Regions from separate parts of the Urocitellus parryii genome. Here region 2 is linked to region 1. A link is a contact called in public Hi-C data. All regions are on one chromosome and are shown on one strand. Each heading gives the region's core, a stretch centred on a gene start, on an enhancer-like site or on the middle of the called end of the contact. The rest is flanking DNA. Distances are from core to core; before and after follow the strand shown. Region 1 holds the start of Atp5pf (ATP synthase peripheral stalk subunit F6). Region 2 holds the start of App (amyloid beta precursor protein).

Evidence for each region. A called contact is a pair of places that touch in the nucleus more often than the background predicts.
Region 2: a Hi-C map of muscle shows a contact between it and region 1, with 4 times the contacts expected there. The contact joins the promoter of App here to the promoter of Atp5pf in region 1. A contact is called at or near these places in 2 of 2 Hi-C or Micro-C datasets (liver and muscle).

What each region holds. Positions count from the first base shown.
Region 1 is chr2:209,210,453-209,214,263 of mUroPar1.hap1, reverse strand. It overlaps Atp5pf (ATP synthase peripheral stalk subunit F6), which reads left to right and starts at 1,763. Exons shown (of 4, transcript XM_026411730.2): 1 at 1,763-1,867. The coding sequence starts at 1,778. It overlaps Gabpa (GA binding protein transcription factor subunit alpha), which reads right to left and starts at 1,740. Exons shown (of 10, transcript XM_026411711.2): 1 at 1,653-1,740.
Region 2 is chr2:209,587,064-209,590,500 of mUroPar1.hap1, reverse strand. It overlaps App (amyloid beta precursor protein), which reads left to right and starts at 1,365. Exons shown (of 15, transcript XM_026396151.2): 1 at 1,365-1,599. The coding sequence starts at 1,543.

The sequences.
Region 1 (3,811 bases), core at 514-3,013:
TGACCCGCAGGTGAAGCGTATATGGGTGTTCACTGCATGATTTTTTTTTTCAATTTGTCTATAAGTTTGAAGTTTTTTTTAAAGAAAGAGTTACGGGACAACTAAAGCCAAGAGTTTTAATTTAGTACTAGGCCTATTTATGCCCCCATGACTAGCTTTCAATTTAACATCTCGATCAGTATTTGTTATCTCAAGACCATACACCAGTCATGACATATACTCCCATATATACAATCCATGTAAAACAGTTCTAAGTTCACCCAGCACTAGGGTATGTATAAAAATAATCAAGCTTGGAAATCCTTGATCAAATCCTTAGAGAGGATATTCCCTTAAAGTAGGCGCTAAAGAGATAACCGCTTTAAGTTTTAAGGCAACATAGTACCTGAGAATGTTAACCATAAGTAAATACCTTCTAAACTTTTCTCCTGCCATCAGTTATACTTACTACTGGTTGACGCTCATGCAATGGACTTTATTTCTAAATTACTACTCATCATTTTGCAATGCAATATTGGGGACGGTCCTCTCTACCCTTAACCTAAACAACTACGATTCCCTAAATCCAAACACGCACATCGCATTACACAAAAACTAAAAAAAAAAGTTGGCAAGCTACATTAACCCACTATTATCCCCTTAGTTCCTTTCTTGTTAAAAAAAAAAAATGGTGCTCGCATAGACTAACAAATGGTTTTGGTGCAACCGTGAGACAATTCTATATTGACAAATGGATCTGAAGCGAAGACGAGAGCGGGTGTGCATCTTCCTGTGAAATCCTGGGGGCGTCAGGAATGCCCCCACCACAGAGACAGAGCACGGCCGACTGCGACCGGCCAAGAGCGTACAGAAGCATAGGAAACCGCGACAGGCGGCAAGTACTGCCAGGGTCGCTGAGGCGCGCGGGATCCCGGGCCCCCCGCGCAGCTCGCCCCCCGCCCCTCCCCTCCGCTACCCGCACAGCCTCTCCTGCCCCTCCCCGCCCGTCTCCCTCAAGTCTCCACGAACGGAAATGGGAGTCACAGCGCCGGGGACCAGCGGAAACAAAACACAGAGGCGGCCGCGGGGGGGCCGCTGTGGGGGAAAAGGCCCCGGAACGAGGCCGGCCCGCGCAGGCCCGCGCTCCCCTCCTCCCCCGCGGCCGCACTCACCCGCTCCGGAATGGGCCCTGTCGCCCTCGCCCGCGCTCCAGAGCCGCCCGAGAACGGCAGCAGCGCGGGCTCCACGTGCAGCCTCTCTCCGGGTAAGACCTGAAGCTTCCGCGACTCGAAGTGTGAGGTCCCTGGGCCCTTCCCGCGGAATAGGCGCTGAGAAACCCCGAGCCCTCTCCCGCCTCCCAGGCACCCCCGGGTTCAGGACTACAACTCCCAGCAGGGCATGCGAAGCGAACGCCCGAGGCAACGGAGGCCCGCGAGGCACAACGCCCCAATCCAACTTGTTTTACACTTTTTCACTTTCCCTGCACTGTATACATCTCAACAACCTCAAGAAACAGGACACTGACTCGGGGGTGGGCGGGGAGGGCTGGAACTGGGGTGAAAGGCCAAAGTGCGCATGCGTTCAAAACAATGTTTCCAAGAGGAAAAAAGACAGGTCAACTTAGGCGAAGGAAAGATGGCGGAGTCTTCGCCAGGGGACCCGGAAGCACTTACCCTCCACTTCCTCCTCCTGTTTGGCTTCTGTCTCACCTACAGCCGTCCGGTCGCAGACTGTCTCCGAGACGCTTCCTGTCCGGTGAGCGTCGAACGACTGAAATGGCCGCCCATAATGCATTGCGATGGCTGGTAGGCGGGGAGGGGCGGAGCCAGGGCCGGAAGTAGAACTGTGGCGGCGTCGGTGGCTCTGGCAGCTCGGGACTGAGTGCAAGGTGACTGGGACGGTAGCTAGTCCGGCTTGGCCCCTTGGGACTGCGATTCTGGGTTTCTTCACACAGCCGGGGCAGCCTGTAACCTCTTCTCTAGTAGGAGGAGAAAGCAGTCTGTGTGCCTGGCACCTTCGTGGCATGGCGCAGGGTCACAACCGAACTCCGCGCTTCTAGGCCTTGAAGTTTGCCATAGACCCCAAAATAAGATCGATAATACCTTCCCCGCAGGCGAACGTGGGAGGAAGGGAAGCGGGGGGATCGTGAGTCTGAAGCTCGGTCGGGGCAGTCCAAGGTCAGGCAGGCGGGTCTCTGCTGCCAAACCTGTCGGCGCCCAGGGCACGCGGGAGAATCTTCTGAACTATGCACTGGGCAGGTCGTGCACCATAAAAGGGAAAGAGGCAGTTGGTAATCCCAAAATTGTGCATCTCACCTAAAAATTGTGAGAGGGTGCCTAACATTTCGTTAGGCAGCTTTGTGAATTGGGTACTGCAGAGACAACAAAAGAACTAGCCTTTGACTGGTCGGTCACTATAAATAGGCTACCCGTGCTACCTCCCATTGGCAAGGACTGCCAGGGCTCCAGTACCCTCTTGCTAATGCCTTTCCCATTCTTTTTACGTTAGGTCCTTAACATAGGCTCTGCTAGTACTTGAATAAGTAATTTTATCACATGTGGTATTACACCTATTTGTGTACTGATATGTCCTCGTGATGGTGGGTTATGCACACTTATTATTAAATCAGAAAAATGAAAGGACGTGATGGAGGAGCAACAAGTTTTGATAAGAAGGATTACGGGTTCATTTTTGGGGTGAGTGTAGGATTTAGGTCATGAGAGCTGTAGAATATTATTCATTATATGTTGTGAGGCTTCAGGAAAAAGATGTTATTTGGGAGTCATTGGTACTTAGGTGATAGAAATTTCACCCAAGTTGTTGTAGGAATGACGTCTTTGTGGTTAGCTTTAGAGCATATTAACTGTGAGGATGTGAGCAATTTAATAAACTTTCTTATAAATAATATTATCATCTGTAAAGCAGGGGTAAGAACACCTTTCTGTAAACTCTTTAAGTATCTTTTTTTCAGAGTTACAAGGAGGGGATATATGAAGTAGTACTTTGCAAAATACGGAGGGCTGAACAGATGTTACATTACTGCTGGGTGTTAGGCATGTTCTTAAGTTTGCAGGAAGGGAAAGAACTTTGAATTGGATGATGTTTTTTACATATTTATGTTGATTCAGTTCTCCTGTGTAATGTTGGACCAGGGTACTGAACCTCTATGCCTCAATTTCTGTATGTATAAAGATGAAATGATACAGAGTACCTTATAAAGGCATTTGTTGTTGGCTTGTAGTCTTCTCAAGATTTTTTTTTTCCTGATGGAGTACAGGTGTGATATTGTAAGGAATTCTTTCAGTTCTTCAATGGTTTACTTTCCTTCTCTCTAGTGAAGGATATCTTGCTGATCCTATGATTTCTTTGGGTAGTTTTTATTTGCTATTCCTGGGTTTGTCAATATTGGTACTATTGACATTTTTGGACTAGATAAGGTAGTTGTGAGGTGGGGGTGCTGTTATTATAAATATTTGGCAGCATCCCTGGTGTCTGCCCACTAGAGGCCAGTAGCAGTCAACTTAGTCAGACCAACCAAAAATGTCTTCAGACATTGCCATATGTTTCTTGGGAGATAAAATCTCCCCTTTCTTCCACTTTAAGAACCATTTTGCTACTCTAGTGTTTTCTGACTAGTGCTTCTCAAACTTTCATTGCGAAAGGCCATACAACCTAGTGGGTGTTTTTGAAGAATACAATGAAAATGAATTATTGGAAAAATGAGATGAAGGGGGAAAAAATGAAACAAAACACACAGAATACAAATTTTTTTTATTATTAAGTTCACAGCATAAAATAATTTTGTTGAATATTGCTCTAAAAGCTTCTTAAC
Region 2 (3,437 bases), core at 116-2,615, 380 kb before region 1:
TAATATATATATAAATATATATGGTAATATATAAAAATACATATATATATATATATATATATATATATATATACACACATATATATGCATATTTATTTATTTATTTATTTTAGGTCATTCAGGACAAAAAGTAATCCAAAGGTCAGGACTGAATGTATAGAGTAGATGACAACATTTATTGGAGCTGGCAGGTAAATGCTGACTTCTCAGAGCAGAAGTGGGCAGCCTCTGGCTGAGCCATCACTCCACAGAGCAGGAGCAATGAGCAGGAGAGAGAAGAGGCCATTTGCAGTGAAGCCCTAAGAAGGGCCACAGCACTCCCTGGCTTTTTTTCTCTCCCATCAGTACCAAGTGGGCTGTAGCTTGGTGACAGACACCACTTCAGGTCAGAAAAGGGTATATCCGGGCAGTTCTAGACCATTGTACACTAACTGGACACTGGGCATTGTACAGTTTTTCTTTATCTAGGATTAAGTGGCTTTGCATAAGGTTCATTTCTGTAATATAGGACAGACAATGAAGAACAGGGCCAGAATTTGAGGTCGGAAGTCCTCAGTTACGGGATAGAACAAGAATTACCTCTTAAGATCTCTTCCGTCATAACTTCTACTTTATCTCCATCTGAGATGTTACATTCCTACCTGATATATGCCCCCCAATTCCTATCTCCTCTAAACGCGCGAGCGCGCACACGTAAATAATAAGAGAATAAAACATAAAAACTCCAAAAAACAAAAATATTGCTTTCCAGGAGGAGAAAATGGGTCGCCTGCTTCTTTCCCAGGTCCCGCGTCTATCTATCTCCTTTCGATCGTTCTAAAGATAGAAATTCCAGGTTGTCCGTAGCTGCTTTTGACGGAAAAAAACCCCCAAGGTTTTTGCTTTCTCAACAAGCAAAAAAATCCTGTTTCCTTTAAGCGTCGATTGCTCCTGTTCTCTTCCAGAAAGGCTTGCCCCACCTCTCCGAACCCAGACAAAAACTGAAATGCGGATAAAAACGCACCCCAGCAGCAGCCCTATATACGACATCCCAAGAGGCCTGCGGGGTCGCATGATTCAAGCTCACGGGGACGAGCGGGAGCGCTCCCGACTTTTCTGGAGCCCCAAACGTCCTACGACTCACCTTTCCCTGATCCTGTACCGTCCCTCCCCTGGCCCCAGACTCTCCCTCCTGCGGTTCCCCGAGCCCTGGTGGGCGGTGAGTGGTGGGTCGGGGAGGCGCGTGGGGAGCCAGAGGCGCCGCACCTGTGGGCGCCGGGGGCGCGGACCCCTCCCGGTGCCAGCGGGCGCAGCTCCGCGGAGGCTCCGCTAGGGGTCTCTCTCGGGTGCCGAGCGGGGTGGGCCGGATCAGCTGACTCTCCGGGCTCGGAGCCCCGCCGCTGCGCTCCGGCTCCGTCAGTTTCCTCGGCAGCGGTAGACGAGAGCACCCGGACCAGTGCGATCGCTGGGCCACCAGAGACGGTGGAGGAGACTCGAGCACAGCAAGGGCGCGGCGGATCCCATTCGCACAGCAGCGCACTCGGTGCCCAGCGCAGGGTCGCGATGCTGCCCAGCTTGGCTCTGCTTCTGCTGGCCGCTTGGACGGCTCGCGCGCTGGAGGTGGGTGCTGTGCCCTGGAAGGGGGAAGGAGAGCATGGTGGGGATACGATCCCCCCAAGTCTTTAATTCTGAGAAGCAGGGGGCTGCTAAGAGTGCCCTTCTCCCCGCCACCCCCGCTCGCGGGCCCCCTGCGCATCCCCGCCTCCGGCCCAGCCCTGCCCCGGGGACGCGCGCCCTGGTCAGCGGAGACCGAGCGGGCGAGGCGCGGGGCTCCCCTGGTCCCCGCCAGCTCTGGGCGATAAGGGGAGGGGGAGTCGCTGATCCCAGACCCTGACTCAGCCCTGTCTCGTGATCAGGGTCCAGGGAGGCGAGAGACATCCAGATGGGGGAGAAGGGGAAGGGAGCACGTGTGGAAAACCGAAAACGCAGAGTCCCCGGATCCAGTCTGGGAGCCTTCAGTGGCTGCCCTTCCCTTTCTCTCGGGCCCCCGGGTGGAGGAGTTGGAACCCCTCTGGAAGCTGGAGGTCTCCTGGCTTCTTTCTGCCCATGCCACGCGTTTCACCTTTTCTTCCTACTTCCACCCCTCTTGGTCGCCTTCATCCCTGTTCCTGTTCGCGGTCGCTGGCGGTGGCAGCCTGCGAACAACCCTAGCTGGCGCTGGCGCCAGGGTCGCGCACCGCCTTCCGCAGGCAAACTTTGTACATTTCCGCGTCTCCCTTTTGTGTAAGTTGCGAGAGATGGGAGGGGTCGGAGACCAGCGGCCACAGCACCTTCCCTAAGCCCGGACGTCCCGGGCGTTCATTCGCACCCTCAAGCTTCTCCCAGCCAGGGAGAAAGTCCCCTGGAACAAAAGCGGCGGCACCCCGCCCTCGCCGTCCGGGCGCGGTGGCTGAGCCGCGGTAGTCTGTGAGCCACCAAAGCTCCCTTCCCAGCGCCGCGCGTCTGCCCCAGAGGGGGCTGGGGCGCTGCCGGGGCCTCCCGGCGGAGCCTCGGGGTCGCTCTTCTTCACATCCTTGGATCACCGCTGTGCTTTCATTCCGTGCTGGGCTCTAAAGTCCTTAGGGAGAAATACCGGAGAGTGGGGTGCGCGACTGGAAAGGGCAGTGGCGGGTGGTGGGAAGCAGGATCTCACCCCTCCTGGGCATCAAAGGGGACGTTTGTCTGATTAAGGCGCGGCCTCCTCCCTGGCAGCTCTGGGGATTCTGGTTTAGACCCCCTGAGGGCGCAGGATGGTGGGGAGAGTCCGCAGGCTCCTTTTTTTAGGGTGCAGATAAAAGGGTTGAACAGAGTGAAGATTAAGACGGAGAAGATGGCGCCTCTGCAGTGCAGCAAAGAAAAGCTGTGTGGAGGCTGCAGCCTGGTGAAATCCACCCACCACTAGGTGTATAACAAGTCTTCCCCATTCACCCAACTCTGGAACATTCAGCTAACGCCTGAGCAAAAAGACTATTTTTCTTTTTATCTGAAGATGCTTGGAAGTTGTTTGCTTGACAGTTGGGGCAGAGGAGATTGTATTTTGCATTGGTGAGGTTCCCGTTAAGTATCTTACCATTTGCAACCACCCCTCCCCATTTTTGTCCCCTTCTCTCCCCCACCTCGTAGTAATTTTCCAAAAAAGCAATTTCCGGGCAAGTGTTTTTCTGTAATTCCACCGAGACTGTACAGATTGTCACACCATTACAGTTTTTTAGTCCCTAATTTACAAGGTCATTGAACTTTTTTCCCCTTCTGATTTTCATCCACAAGTGGCTCAGGAATCACCGGGCTAGTTAAGACAGGCTGGTTTAGGAGTCTAAGAATTTGGTTTTCCATGTTCTTAAAAGACGCATTTAATTAGGAAATGCTGATTGATGACTTAATATTTTGTTTGTATGAAGATTTTAATTTTCCTGAATTGT